2 separate regions of the Mus musculus genome follow, and region 2 is linked to region 1. The links are chromatin contacts, called in public capture Hi-C maps. All regions are on one chromosome and are shown on one strand. Each heading gives the region's core, a stretch centred on a gene start, on an enhancer-like site or on the middle of the called end of the contact. The rest is flanking DNA. Distances are from core to core; before and after follow the strand shown.

The links. Capture Hi-C pulls out chosen DNA fragments and counts their contacts.
Region 2: a capture Hi-C map of embryonic stem cells shows a contact between it and region 1, with 2.4 times the contacts expected there. The contact joins the promoter of Slc41a1 here to the promoter of Cdk18 in region 1. A contact is called at or near these places in 4 of 39 promoter capture datasets (cranial neural crest, liver, pre-B cells and 1 more), 1 of 115 datasets of contacts at active chromatin or transcription factors (embryonic stem cells) and 1 of 9 other capture datasets (embryonic stem cells).

Annotation. Positions count from the first base shown.
Region 1 is chr1:132,135,341-132,143,150 of GRCm38.p6, reverse strand. It overlaps Cdk18 (cyclin-dependent kinase 18), which reads left to right and starts at 3,466. Exons shown (of 16, transcript NM_008795.2): 1 at 3,466-3,741.
Region 2 is chr1:131,823,289-131,831,098 of GRCm38.p6, reverse strand. Slc41a1 (solute carrier family 41, member 1) reads right to left here and starts at 3,087. Exons shown (of 11, transcript NM_173865.3): 1 at 2,706-3,087; 2 at 109-1,088. The coding sequence starts at 477.

The DNA of each region.
Region 1 (7,810 bases), core at 2,217-4,716:
CTGGGCTCCACCATCTGAAGCCATTGGTGCCTTTATGTTTGTTTGTCTGTTTGTTTGTTTTTGAAACAAGCTCTAAGTAGCCCATGTTAGCCCCCAGCTCACTATCCTCTCGCCTCAGTTTTCCTAGAGTTGGGATAACAGGTGTTCCACCACACAGCTAAGACAATGCCTCAATTTACATTTTTATCATTTTTTATTATTGGTACTGGGATTTGAACCTAGGGCTTTGTGACTGCTGGGTAAGCTCTCTAACTACATTACAGCTCTAGCTCTTTATCCTTTAGATATCCAGCTTGGACTCAATCCCTAGACCAGATATGTCTTGAGCTTTCCACAGTTTTGCCTCTGCCTCCCAAGGAGCTGGAATCACAGCCATGAGCCCCTCTTAGACAATGCCTTTAAAGGGAGGTGAGCTCAGAATTCTGAGGGCAAATACACGCTGGAGACAGGATGATTTGACAGTCTTGGGCCAGGTCGCTGGCCTTATACTGTCTCCACTGTTACCTGTCCTTTGAGAAGCTGTGCTGGGACAGAATAAAGCTTCTGCCCTCTGCTCCGGACAATGTCGCCTTGACACATGACGGTCCCTCTTCACACCTCTCTCTCCGTGGACAGTGAACTGCATGAGAACAGGGCTTGAGCAGAAGGACCTAGGACAGTAGTATACAGCGAGGGCTTCTTAAATGCTTGTTGGGTGGACCAATGACGGTAACCATCTTTACTGCTTGTCAAGTCTGTGAACCAAGCCCTGGGCTAGGTCTTTAGCATTTATTGTCTCTGATTTGCACCACAGATGCATGAGATTAACTTTAGTGTCTTTGTCCTATAGGGTGTAAAATCAGGCTCAGAAAGGTTAGGTCACTTGCCCAAGGTCACACAGTAGTAAAGAGAGCTGAGTATGAAGGCACACTAAAGCCCCAGGGCCCTGTCCAGCCTGGACTCTCTTTACTCTTTTTTTTTCTGGTAGCACAGGCATACGGTTCTACGAATGTTCTAACCATCCCTCAAATCAGGTCCTCCTCTCTCTGCTACTGGGGTGCCACAGTCTAAGACTGTATCACTCGTCACCAGGCTTGACTTCTGACCTTGACCCCGGCCGCTGGAGAGGGTGCCCTAAGGTGACCTGGTGAGATCTCTTTCCTGAGCTGCTCCGTGCTGCTCCGTGTCACCCTGCTGAACCGTGAATCACCTCTGTTCTCTTCCTGTGACCCTCAGCTCAGACGGAGCACGGGGACTGTCCCCGGCGGTCACCCAGCACTGACCTCTGCACTGTATTAGTGCACAACGGGACCGTGTTCTGAAGGCTCAGTTGCCATCCTGTGGCTGCAGGGGGCAAAACCCTGGAGTCAGGGTCCGATGGTCACTGAGCATGGACCCCTGAGGGTAGTGGGGCCCCAGACCACCCTCTCTTCTCTTTGACTCTCAAGCTCCGAGATGAGTGACTTCAATCTTCCACCTGTTCCCAATCATGACATACACTGCCATAGTTCCAAAAGCGACAGTCATTTGTTCACAGACTGGACCCTCCAAAAGCATGCTCTCCTCCCCCTTCCTCCCTCTTCCCCCCTCCACATTCTCTTTATAAGCTGGTTACCTCAGGTGCTTGTTATAGCAATGGAAAGCAGACTTAAGCGTCTTTCTCATTTGCTTCCCTTCCGTACAAACTCCTGGAGGGGAGGGTCCAGGGTGTTATTTATCCTCTGGGCTCAGAAACCTGATTACTGCTTGACATGCAGAAGATGTTCAGAAACTGTTTATTGAGACCTTTTGACCTTACCCCCTGGCTCTCTGAAATTCTACCCTTTGGCCCCATCTTCTCTAATCCTCTAAATACTTAGGCATAGTCCAGCCCTCCAACCTTCCCTGGCATTGACATAGCCTCCCTGCTCCCTGTCTTTGTCATTGTCTTCCTCCTCCTCCTCCCTCCTTCTCCTCCCCCTCCCCCTTTCTTTTCCTCCTCCTCTTCTAGAGAGCATGTCTCACTCCGTGGCTGGCCTAGAATTCATTGGGGAAACCAGGCTGATCTTGAACTTATAGTGATCCTCCTGCCTCTTCCTCCTGAGTGCAGGCCCTCCCCACCACGCCTAAGCCTAGGTTTTCCTAGTTACTCATGGAACAGGACAGGTATCCTCTGTCCCAAATCCAGAGGCTTGGCTGTAGGCACTCTTTGCAGCCCTTCAGCTTGTAGCAGCCACAGCTGCATAAAACACTCATTCCCAGAAAAATCTCCATGCCCTGGTAGGGAAGGTAGCAAAGAGCTGGTAGGCCCTTGTGGGATGTCAGCCACCCATAAGTCACTCTCATGTGGCTGTGACCTCAGGACTCTGTCTTTTAGAAGAAAACTGTCCTCTTTCCAACACCACATTCTCCTCAAAGCAGCCTTCTCAAGGGCACCCAGATTGCAGAAGCTATGTGCCATATCTGCTAAAAGAACAGAGGGCAAGGACCTCTTTGATGTAGTCCCGGCAGAGCACCGGAAGCAAGGATAAAAAGGCCCCAGCATAAGAAGGCTGACCCTCAGCCCACCCCAGCGTTTTTGTGGCGTGCTTTAAACAAACAAAAGGTTTATTTATATTTAGCTTGTGTGCACGCGCGAATTTCGCCCACAGCTGTGTGTATCTAACACATATGTTCTTGGCACCATGGATCAGAAGGTGTCAGATTCCCTAGAACTGGAGCTATAGACAGTTGTGAGCAGTCATGCGGGTGCTGGAAACGGAACCGGGGTCCTCTGCAAGAGCAGTAACTGCTCAGGACTGCTTAACCATCTCTCCAGCGCCCCTGGTGGTGGTTTTTGACCCCTGACGTTAGACAGTGTGGGAGAATGATGTTTGACCTGGGTTCTAAGCCTTGTAGGACTTTGGGCTTCTTCAGTCTCCTTTCTGAGACTTAGTTTCCCCTTGTGTAAACCGAGACCTGACTTAGCATTGCCTATCTGCAAAGCTTCTTAGTTGATTCACTTGGCCAAAAAGGACAGAGTTGTTCCTCTTCATAGTGGAAGAGGGATGCTATGTGGGAAGGAACTCTTCCTCCAGGCCATGGAGAGGCAGAGATGGGGGAAGGGATCAGGGAGATATTATCAGGTAAGTGACAATTTCACACTCCATAAAAGAGAGGAGAATAGGCGAGGCCCTGTGCCCTGAGATCGCACATTAGCTCTTAGGTGCTAGGCGCTGCCCCCACTACCCTCCCCCCACCCCCCGAAATTGGCACTCAGCAGGTTGGGTAGAGACAGAGACCTGTCCGGTGTGGTCCAGGCTAAAGGGCCTCACCCTGTACTTAGTTTAGGGCCAGCTTATGAGGGGAACAGGAAGAAGCACAGGCCTTAGTTCCCAGAGTGGGAGAAAGGGGTGGCCCTGGGACAGAGGGAGAGCAAGGGATTGGCAGTGACTGTGGGCAGGGCCGGTCCGGACAAAGGCGGAGTCAACTTGTACACGTGAAAAACTCTGGCTGGGGCCCGGCTTTTGCCTTCCTCCTCCTCTTACCCACCTTCCTGCACCCCTCCCTTCTCCCTTCTCCCGCAGCTCAGGTTACAGCTTCTTTGGGGGGAAAACCGCTCACCTTTCCAGGGCCAGGAAGAGCCAGGGTCCCGAGTAGGGACCCCGGCGGGGCGCGGGGCAGGGCACCTAAGCCTGGCAGCGCGGCCGCGGAGGGCGGGAGCCGGCTCGCCACGACCGGGACACGCGCAGAGTCCGCCGCGGCGGCCAGAGAGGGGCACCGCGCCGGGCAAGCTGAGCAAAGGTAAGCCGGGCGGTCCTTAAAGGGGCCGACTGCCTTTGCGCTGGAGATTTGGGCAGAATTCCCCAGCTGCCATAGGCGATGGGCGCTCGGCAGGCGCGCTTGCGTTTTATTTTTTTATTATTTATTTATTTTTTTGGTGTGTGTGTGGGGTGAAGGATGCCCTGGGAAAGCCACTCCCAAGTTCCAGGTGCTGAGGCAGAACGCGTGCCCCGCGGGGACTCTGGATCCCGGACTCCCTTTGGCCCTGACCTCCGTCGGAACCCTACAAACGCAAAAGTTCCCCTCCCAGGCACAAGCCAGACGCTAAGTGCTTTCCTTATGGGAAGGACAAGGGTCAGGAGTCCCGATAACGAAGGGATTCAGGAGAGTGTAGGGCCAGATTGCCACCTCGAAGAGCTTTCTGGGCTTTCGTGAACTTTCCAGCCCCACAGGCCATGGGTGGTAGGCCAGAGACCTGGGGAAAACTGAGGACAGGTGAAGCCCCGAGCGCTGGCTGCGTGGTGAGGAGAGTCGCTAGGGAACGTGTCTCTTCTCTTGGGCTAAGTCCAGAGAAGCAATGATCCTCCCCTCCTGTGGACAGCGGTTGATAGCGTGTGGGAAAGGAGGGTGGGTGGCTCGCTCTTCAAACGCATGGCTTGACTGCTCTGTTTGGAGGTCACAAACAGGACTCTGAAAATGGGGTGGGTCAGAGGCTCTGTTCCACGCGGTTGGGGGACAGGCCCCTGATGGCCTTGGGGTTGTTTTCCCTGTACTGAGGGGTCAGCACCCCTCTAGGCTCCAGCGGCCTCATATATTTCTCTTAAGCTTTCCCAGGAGCAGGGGTAGAATTGTGGGATAGGGGCAGTCCTCAGAACCTTCTGAGTTCTGGCTGCTGCCATCTGCCCCTCTTTGTCATCCCAGCTCGGCCTTGAGCAATCTTCCCCAGCCTACCCAGCTGTGTTGTGTGGCCTGGGCCCCGTGGGTCGCAAAGCCCCCACCCTATCAGATGTGAGATTCAATGGAGGCACATAGCCCACAGTGAGGCGGGGTAGGTGGGGATCCAAATCCTTGTGTCTCAAGAACGCATGTCTTTGTCATGCCTTGGGCCTGGGATAGCTTCTGGGGTGTGGCCAACAGGCAGCTATGCCTGTGGACTTGGGCTGCATCGGAGGCTCCCTCTGCCCCAGCTCCTGTCTCCAATCTCTGCAATGTGCCAAGCAAGGTGTCATAATAATGTTATGATAGTTCATGAGTGTTATGATCACTAATGCACTAGCCAAGGAACAGACTGGGGGAGGGGTGGGTGAGAGTGATGTAACGGGTTCAATCCGGTCTACATCTATCTGACCCCAAGCCCGGTCCCAACTCCTGCTCTTCCTGGGCTGGAATTCCCAGGGAGGACAGGGGTAGTTCTCTAAGTAATCAGGCTCCCCAGGCAGACCCAGGCTTTACCAGAGGGACAATAATCTGAGAAACAAGTGGATTCCTAGTCTGGGATTGTTCGGGGAGGGGATAGCTGCCCTGAGATCCAGAGGGAATGGGATTGTGTTTCTCTCCAAACCCTGTGTTCTCTGTCAGTTAATTGATCCTGCTCCCAGGGGAAGAGGCCGCTCTTCATAGGGAAAAAGCCTGGCTTGGGTCTTCTGACTCCTACCTCACTCTAGCCTTCTCTTCTGCCCCTCCTCCTCTTCCTCTTCCTCTTTCTCCTCCTCTCCCTTCTCTTCCTCCTCTCCCTCCTCCTCCTCCTCCTCTTCCTCCTCCTCCTCCTCCTCCTCCTCCTCCTCGTCTTCTTCCTCCTCCTCTCCTGATTCCATCTTTCCTTCTCTGAGTTTGGGACCTGAAGATGAGAAAGGATGGTCAAATCTAAGCCATTTCTAGAATCCTCCTATTGATTTTGTGGCTCCCAGCAAACTCTCGAACTTGCTCAGTGTTCTGTTTGGAGAGGGGCTCCTGGTAGGGAGGGCTGTTATTGTATAACACATGGAAGCCGAGGTGATCATGTGGTGGTGAGGCCTGGGAAAGGCGATGTCCTAGTCATACCCCGTGGCTGACTCTGGGGCGGAAGACCATGAAACCCCGGCAAGCCAAGGCCTTGGCTAGAAGTTTCCCCCCTTTTGGTTGGAGAGGAGAGTTCTCTATAAGAAATGGGTGGGTGGGTGGGCTGAATGGAAACATGTCAGGAAAGGCCAGCAGTCTGTGCCAGGTACTAAGCCTTCTGGGTACTGGTGGGTCAGGTAGGCTGCAGGACTTTGGCAGGACCCTGCGCCTGGGGTAAGAGGACCCTTTCCTGGGACTTAATTATTTGCAGTCCTTGTTCTGCTCTGCTGTCCACAAGGGACTGACTGGCTGAGTTCCAGGTCTACCTGCTTAGCTCCACTCCTTTGGGAATAAGTCACATTTCTTTCCCTGGGCTGTGTGTCCCCCAGTAACCCTTTCTCTCCTCTTCCCTGGACCCTTCACCTTCGCTCTCTAGGCATTCACTGCTGAGCTGGCACTTTCCCATCTCAGAGGGTAGGAACACACCAAGGTTAGCACTGGCTCCTATACCTGAGTGTGCTCACGTACACACACACACACACACACACACACACAGACCTAGACCCAGAGGCTGTATATCACTATAGGGCTGGAGGCCAGACCCAGCAGGCCTGTGGCAGAGTATCAGGGGGAAGGACAGAGGATCCGGGTGCATTTCAGCCTGGTCAGTCTGCTGGAGCCGTGTGCAGAATGTTCCGAAGGCCCTGTCAGCTGAGGGGGTGGGATCGGGAGGCAGGGTCTGAGGTTTGGCTTTGGATTGAAAAGGGTCCCAGAGCTGCCTGGTAGCAAGCAGGACCCTGGTAAGTCAGGACACACTTCCAGGGAAGACACTGGCCCAAACTTTCTGGGTATGTACACCCTGGATATGCCATGCCCTCCTTTTGACTCAGGGTCTCTCCTCGTTGTCCTGGTTGTCCTCAGAATGCAGGCCAGGCTGGTTTTGAACTTACAGAGATCCACTTGCTCTCTACCTCCCAAATGCTAGGAGACTAAAGGCAAGTGCCATCATGCTGGGCTGACTCTTATTTATTTATTTATTTATTTATTTATTTATTTATTTTTAATTATGTGTGTTTAGGCCAGAGGTTGGTATTGTCAGATATCTTCTTAATTATGCTTATGGCTGTTTTGTTTTGTTTTGTTTTGTTTTGTTTTGTTTTGTTTTGTGTTTTAATCTTTCCTTGAGACAGGCTCTTGCTGAGCTTGGAGCTCATCCTTTTGGTCAGGCTAACTGGCCAGCCACCTGTCCTTGGGCTCCCCTGTTTCTGCTGCCTATTAATGGGGTTACAGGGCTGCACTGACCTTTCCATAGATGCTGGGGATTTGAACTCGTCCTCTCCCCACCCCCACCCCTACCCCCATTAGCTGATGTGTTCCTTGGGAACAGGCAAAGTGGGAAGAATGGCCCCAAATGGCTGGTTGACTTTTCTTGTTCACTATTTACAAGCGCATGTCTCCTGCCAGCCGCTGGTGGGGGCCGAGGCTCAGTGAGTATAACCCTGCCCCTGCCACTCAATAGCTGGTTGCCTTTGGGTCAGCAATTTGCTCCCCCGCAAGCTCCAACTTCCCAAATTTAAAATGGTTCATGTGGTTTTGAGGATTGCAGTGAGGTCATGTCTCCCATAGGCCTTAGCTTCTTGCCTTACCTGATGTCATCATGGAGGGCCGATGGTGCATGGAGTCTTTTCTGACGGCAGGATCTCTGTAGTAGGGAGAGACAGAAGGGCTCCATCCCAGGGTAGGAGGAGAATTCTCTTACGGCATCCCCTGCCTCACTCTGCCTTATCATCTCAGGAAATTCTGAGAAAGCTCCAGCGTGATTTCTGCCCATTCACTTTACGCCCACTCCCTCTCCAGTCTGGGGAGCCCCTTCCGCAGCCAAGCCTTCTTTCCTCTGGTCCCAGCCACCCAGCAAAGCAAACTCTTGCAGGATGAGTAGACCTCGGCAACATAGCCATCCCTTACGAGTGCTGGTGGGACTCGCTGCCTGGAAGCGGGGGTGTGACTGGTACTGGAGAGCAGGGTCTCCGGGCTAGGTGTGGCCTGCCAGGAG
Region 2 (7,810 bases), core at 1,838-4,337, 310 kb after region 1:
GCTGCTTCTGACACAGAAGTGGAGAGGAACTTCTAAGAGTCAGTTTCCCCAAAGGCCAAGGTATTGAGCAAGGGCTTGTGAGCAGAGGACACCCTCCTCAGGTCTTACCTGCACAATGTCCAGCACCATGCCAGCTGCCACAGTCCCAAAGCCTGCCAGTAGGAAGGGGAACAGCACTTGCAGTCCAATGGAAAAGGAGGTCTCCTTGAGCGGAGAGGGTGGCGCGGGGCCCCGGTCTGTGCTGACATCGTCACTCTCGTTACTCTGGCTCCCGTTCTCCAGTAGGGCGTCCTCCTCCCGAATTCCCTTGGCGTTAGCTCGGGACTCAATCACTACCACCTCCACCCCATCAGGCCCCAGGAACTCTGAGGTCCCAGCCAAGGGCTCTCGCCCAGGGCCATCCGAAGAACAGGGAGAAGGAGTAGGGCCAGTACCATTCGGCTGGTGGATGTCCTTTGGCTCTGGCTTAGAGGACATGACAGGCAGGGAGGAGAGGAGGGGAGAATTTATTTATTTTTCTTTCTCTCTTCGACTCTGACTTGGGAAAGAACTTAGTCTTGGGGTGAACCCAGGCTTGATTGCCGCAAGACCTCTTCCCACGGCTCTCCACTCCTACCGGGCACTGTAAAAACTGATCTACCAAAAGACAGCCCCATCAAGCAATGCAGCCTGGAGCTGGAAGGAAACAAAGTCCTCACCAGATGCAGCAGCTGCCTCTATGGGTAGTGGGTGCCTGCTCCCAGCAGCTCTGTGTTGTGCCAGGGGCAATCTTTGGTTCTCAGTGGCCAGCTCCTCAGAGCAGGAGCAGAAGAGCTCAACCTGAGTCTGGAGTGCCTGATGCTGCAGCCCTCTCTTGGGAAAAGCTGAATGAGTTCAGATCGTTGAGAACGAAGCCTCAATCTGAGGCCAGGGTTTCTTCTCACTCCTGCTGGGTGGCTTCAGCTTCTCACAGCACCGTGGCTGGGCTCAGCTGGTCCCAGTGTCTGCTATCTTTCCTCTCTCTCCCAGAGATGTCTTCCCTTCTTGAGAGGATCTTGTACTTTCTCAGTTGCCTGGTCCTTAAAGTCACAAGAATTGGTGTGGAACACCTTACGTTGGGAGGAAGGACAAAAAGAAGAGGGGGGGGGGGGAGAATGAATGTTGGTACATAGCAAAAACCAGTTCCTACTAGGATGATCTGCAGAGCATGTGGTGTTACAGGGGTGGCTATTAGCTGTTCTTTTCCTGCTAGAATTACACTGTCCTGCCCCACTTCATGTCGAGATGCAGTGAGTTCTATTCCCAGCAGATTCCCAGCCAGCAAACCACCACCCAAAAGGAGGATGCTTCATAGGAGACCTTGGCATTGCCTCCTGAGCAACCTGGGGTGGGCAGGGATGTGATTAGTTGTTTTCTCGGATCTTGATAAGAACTCAGTATTACTTAAGTATAGTCCCTTATCAGTAAAGTTACAGATTCAGATGCAAACTCCCTACGCATTCACTCTTCTTGAGTGACTTATTACAAGACAGCAACAGCAAGACAGGGCAAACAGAGAGGCTGGTCATTGAGGGGAGCATCCCTAGACCTCTAATTGTCCTAGCCCCCTGCTGGGATGGGAGAGGAAGCCAGGAGAACTCCCCAGGCAACCGGGGCAGGGCAAGCCGGCCAAGACCAAGGCCAAGAACCAGAGGCCTCCTTCTTACTCTTGCCCTTGAAAGTCGAGTGTTACAGAAACCACAGGCTAAACCCTGGTCCAGGCTGCATTTACACTTCTCTCTATGCTAGATCCTGTGAGCCTGTCAGATAGGACCCGGCAGTTAACTAGATTGAAGAGACAGAGGGTGAAGCTACTGTTTATTCCTACATTTTTGGTTGCCTGGCCTTCCCCCTTTCCTCTCGGGTTACTGACAGCCAGACATGGTGTAACTCTTAAAAACAAAAATATCATCGGTAAAAGGTGTAGAAAGAGGAAAGAAAAACAAAGTCAGGCAAATCCAAGTGTCACAAGCTAATATGCATTTACTCCCAAATCATGTCTGTCTTTGCCTGCCCTGCTTTTCTTAGCTTAAAGGAATCCCCACGAATTGCCACCAACTTGTTGCATTTCACCAGCATGGCTCTCAATAGTAAAAAAAAAAAAAAAAAAAAATCCAGAGGGTTTTGCAGGTATGATGAACAGGCTGTTAGTATTCCAAACACTCACAATTAGTCAACTCCAGTTTGGTTAAGGCAGAATCAAACTCTAGGGCCCAAGTTATGAGTCTTCCACTAACTCGGTCACCAGCCAAGCCACCTTAACACAGCACCGTTGTTTTCAAAGATCCTCACTAGTCAGCCAAGAGGAAACACTCAGTCTGAGTCCACCGCCCCCGAGCCAGCAAAGTTTCTGAGTTCCTTCGCTAAAACCTGACTGCCCCCTCCCTCCCGTCTTTCTGGCAGGCCACTTTGACCTGGAAGGGGGCTAGCAAGGGGAGCAGGCCAGTCTCTCAACTACATCAGCAGTAAAGCCACTACCGATGGGCCTCAGGCTCTAGGAAGCCGCGTCTCCTTTCCAAGCGGGGATGGACAAAAAAGCCCGGTTTAGGTATCCCCAACTACAGGGGTGGGGAGGAGGAGTGCCTAGTTGATTTCCGCCGACTCCCGGCAACTCAAGACTGCAAAAGCACTGCGTCCTGGAGTCCCCCGCCCTCGTCTCCCTCCCTCCCAGACCCAACAACACTGACCTGCGCCTTGCTGGGGAGAAAGGGCGCCTGGAGAGTGGTAGCAGGGGCCCGCGGAATTGGGGGATGTAGGGTACCCCCTCTTCTCATCACTCCTCCCCCTCAGCCGTCCTCCTCGAGCCCCCGCGTGTTCCCCGCTACACCCCCAGGCAAGGCGAGCGTCCAACCGCGACACCCGGCTCGCTACATTTCGCTTCTGCCTTCCTGTGAGGCCGCCGCTCCGATTCCACGAGGGGAGGTGGCCTGGTGGGGGGCGATCAGGATATTCCGCCTCGGGCTGGTGTGGACCGGACTGGGCCTGAGATGCCGAGCTCGCTCGTCCCCAATCGCCTCTTGCCCGCGGACTTGGACAAGAGTGTTTGGCTGTGGGTGGCAAACGTGATCTGGGGCAGAGCGGGTGGTAACCCCCCTCCATCAAGAATAGAGTCAGGATGGACAACTGCATCAGCCAATCAGAGCAGGAAAAGGGGCGGGCCCCGCCCAGGCCCCGCCCATTTCCCCGGCGTTTCTTGAGCTGGGGGCGGGGTGAGGGGGAAAACGCAGCAGAGTGACGGGAACTCAGAATTGGAGGGTGTTGTGGGCTCGCGGTGCTCAAGCGCGGGCGGGTGCTGCGCTCCTGAGTTCCCACGGCCTCTCAAGGCGAGCGTTCTGCTACGCATGTACTCCTGAATCTTGACTATCTCTAGTGAGCCTCTGGGCCTTCCAGAAGACCCGAAACCACCCCTTTGAGCCGGCCAGCTGGCGATCGCCCGGGCCGCAGCAGCCATCGCGTGTTCCTTCTCCACGCCCAGTCCCTACCTTCTTCCTGGGCACAGTTCCTATTCATCAGGCTCCTCATCTCTCCTTCCAGGTTCCTTGTTCCTCTGGGCGACTGACCGAACCTTAATCTGCCTTAATAAAGTTCCAGCCTTGATAGGGGTGGGGATGGGCAGACTGGAGGGAAAATTTGGTAGACTCATGGCTGGGGCTACACACACCAATGAGGTAAGGGCGGAGGGGAGCGGGGGTTTCCTTTGACCCAATCGTGGCCCCGTGGGAGAGAAGTCTCCATCCCGGGCGAAATGAACGCCAACTTTCCCTGACGCACCTTGTGGAATCAAAGTGTTTTCATCCTCGCTTTTGCCACTTCCTCCCTGGGGTGTCTTCACTTCATCAATCCAAAATCAGTACCAGTTAGTTCTCTTTGGGTTGTTTTTGTGAAGGGGATGTGACCTCCCTATAAAGGAACTCCCATTTCCAGCCTTTCCCCCTTCATCGGTAGAGTCTATAACCAGAGGTTCCTTTCCTGTCACCTTCTTCCCTAGAAATGTTCCTTGGGGCAACTGAGCATTTTTCTAGACCATAGAGCCTATGACCAGAGGTTCCTTTCCTGTCACTTTCTTCCCTAGAAAGGTTCCTTGGGGCAATTGAGCATTTCTCTAGACCGTTGAATAAGGATAGGATGTATATAGGAGAGAAAAAGAGTGCTGGCTACTGAGCACACATGCTCAACAGCAACTGGAGAGGGCCATTCCTTTGGACAATGATAACAAATGTAGCCACAAAAACCTGTCCCCACCTGCTAATCCAGCAACCCCGGGCTCAGCTCCGCTGCTAGGATATCAAAGGTCTATATTTTTTAAGGGCCCAGCAAATGTCACTGTAGTTGAACTCCAATTTTGGTTTCACAGCCAAGTCTATGTTTGGATATGGAAGTTACTCCTAGATTGGGCAACACTAGGTCTTCGCCAGAAGGACCAGTTTTTGTGCACAATGAGTATAGATTGAGAGGAAAACTAAGACTGATTATATGGCTGCCTGAGTGTTGGCAGTCTTAGCCCTTGGGAGACAGAAGCAGGAGACTCTACAAATATGAGGTCGTCTGGGTCTACCAAGAGACAGTGCCTCATAGTTAGAGTTATACAGTTGAGACTCTGCCTCAAGGCCAAAAACTTTCATCCAATAGCAACTTAAAAACAAAATCTTTGTCCTTCTCTTATTTCCACCCCCATACTCTTTATCTACTTGAAAAGTTTTTCTTTTTAGTCGAAGTAAACTGAACATATGGGAAAGTGCGTAAAACCTAGAGTATGGACCACCAAATTATGGTACAGGGAACAGGCTGATGAAACCACCACCAAAAGGAAGAATTCAGTCATTACTGCCACCCCAGAAGCTCCCTTGGTCACTCTCTCACCCTCTTCCCTAGGGTGGCCTCTGTCTGACACTGTTCATTTTGTCTGTGAGCGCTTGGACTTTCTATAACAGAACCTCTCAGGAGGCACTACTATTCTGTGCTTAGTTTCTCTTACTCATACATCACACATGGTACCATTTGTTTTTTGTTTGTTTGTTTTGTTTTTCTTTTCCAGAGATGAGGACCGAACCCAGGGCCTTGCGCTTGCTAGGCAAGCGCTCTACCACTGAGCTAAATCCCCAACCCCAGTACCATTTGTTAATTCACCTTCATTGCAGCGTGATGTCACTAAGCGAGCACAGGGCAATTTGCATCCGTTGATGCAGATTTCAGTTGTTTCCAGGTATTGTTATTTTATGAATCTGCCATGGCATCTTTTTGTTTTTGAAACATAGTCTCTCTGTGTAGCCCTGGCTGACCTAGAATTCACTCTGCAGACCAGGCTGCCTCAAACTCCCAGAGATCTGCGTACCTCTGCTTCCATCTCTGCCTCTGCCTTCAAACATCGGGATTAAAAGCATGTGCCACCCAGCCTGAATTGGCACATTGGAACAGGGCTAGATCATAGGGCAGGCAAATGCTTAGCTTTAGGAAACACTACTAAACAATTTTCTGACGTGCTTTTTCTAATTTATATTCTTGCTAGAAATGCCTTATTGTTTCATAGCCTTATCAACACTGGTATCACCAATCTGAAAAGATTAAAGTTGTAGTCATTCAATTCTAGCACCTAAGAGCAGGCAGAGACAGGTTCATCTTTATGGGTTCAAGGCCAGGCTGGTCTACATAATAAGTTCCAGGCCCGTCAAGGCTACCATGATGAAACTCTGACTCATTTAAAAAAAAAAAAAAGAGTAGCGATTCTAGTGGGTATATAATGGTATTTCCTGTGGCTTAAATTTGTATTGCCCTGATAGCTAATGAGATTAAGCACCTTTCCTCCACATTTCTTTGCCATTTGGATCGTTTTTAAGTATTATCAACTTTCTACCTGGCTTTTTGACTTTTTTTTTAGGAGTTCATATATTTTGGATATGAGTCCTTCATTAGCTTTAGGTATTACAAATATTTCTTTAAGTCTGTGAGCGCAGAAGACATTCTTCTGGGATATCCTGAAGGGCCAGGATCACTGGGTCAGGATTATGGCCTTCATGTTTTAACCACTTCTGTACCTCTGGCACCTGGCACACAGTAAGCGCTCAGAAAATACGGCGAACGTCTGTTGGGAGATAGTCAGATCAGTAACTGGCCTTGATAGTATGATGGGTAATAGAGAGGAGACTGGCCTAGACACTGTGGCCGATGTTATGCTGATTCGTAGAGTTAGACAGCAAGAGAGCCCGGGGGAAGCACGCTTCCTTCCAGTCCAGCCACCTGTAACCTTGAGAAGAGGAAGACTCTTATCCTTTCTGTACCCAGAGAGCAGCTGCAGTCTATGAACTGAGAAACACAGATGTGGGGAGCAAAGGTCACAGATGAAAAGACAGGAATTAGCAGCAGGTAGCAAGCCAGCCAGATACTCCAGGCAAGACTCAGCCATGAGCGTCAGGAAGTGTCAGGAAGCCATAAATGTGGGTCTCTGAGCATTTTCATGACCCCTTTGTAAGACTTGGACTTCCATGTGCCCAAGGGGCTCACATGTTCCTCATCTGGCCTTACAGATGTGTCTACTGCTGAGCCAGTGAAACGGCTCAGTGAGAAAAGGCACTTGCTGATATAGTTCAACCCCTTAGGACCCATGGAAAGGTGGAAGGAAAGAACTGATTTTACAGAGTTGACCTCTGACCTCTATGTGCGTACCTGCTGCCCACATACTACTAATAATGAAAAATTAAGTTATGAAGTCTTTTTAAAATTAAAGTGTTATTTTTATTTAGCATTATGTGTGTATGTGTGCTGGTCTGTGGATGTGTGTGTGTGTGTGTGTGTGTGTGTGTGTGTATTCACATGCAGGTTGGAAGAAAACTGGGGCTGGAGTTACAGGTAGTTGTCAGCTGACGTGGGTGGTAGGGAAGGCTTCTTGGGTAAGCCTTTTCCAGTCTTGCTTGACACTTGTCTTAATTCACAGTTCATTTGCTATTGTATCCCATGGTTCTCCAAACTCTACGGCCTTCCTTCAGGTACAGCGGCTGACCACTAAGAGCTCCTTTAAGATCAACTTTGGGAGCTGTCTTGATGCATCCTAAAATTCCAGAGTCCCATAGATTTGGAGTCCCTCACCAGCATGCCACAGTCACAAGACTAGCCCAGCATGGCTGGAAATTTTCCTGACTTTTGTTTTTCTGAGTGTGTGTACCCCCTCCCATTTTTCCCCTTGCTGTAACCCCTCCCTACTGCCATCCTCCCAGAGGTCACTTCTTTCCTGCCGCCTGGAGCTGAGGTGATATCATCCCCTTCCGGCTTCATTCAGCTTGAAGAGGATGTAGGGATGTGGGTGGTACGGAGAAGTACTGCCATCTGTTCTCAGAGCAAGGTGTCACCTTGCCTTGGCTTCTCTCTAACTGAACTCTCAGTTCCCAAAGCTTCTTTGACACCCACTCGGGGATTTCTTCAAGCAGAATTGTTCAAGGTATTTCACATCATTCAGTTGAGCGAAGCTGGGCAAATAACAGTGGGCACAATCATCCAGTGATTTATAACAGGCATTGCATGGACATAAATGTGGCGTTTGCAGAGGATAGCCTTGAGTGTGTGACTGGGTGCATGTGGAGTACAGATGAGACAGCCACTTACACAGCTCCCCCCCTCCCCAGCCCCCCATGCTTATAACCATCCAGTGTCACCAAAACAGTGTGGCAAGGTAGAATGTGCCACAGCTCTGAAATTACATGGGTTGAATCATGCTTAGCCACATGTTAAAGTACATGGCCTTGAGTTAGTGCCTGCATATTTCTGAGCCACAGCTCTAATGGGGGAGACAAGAGCGCCTTTC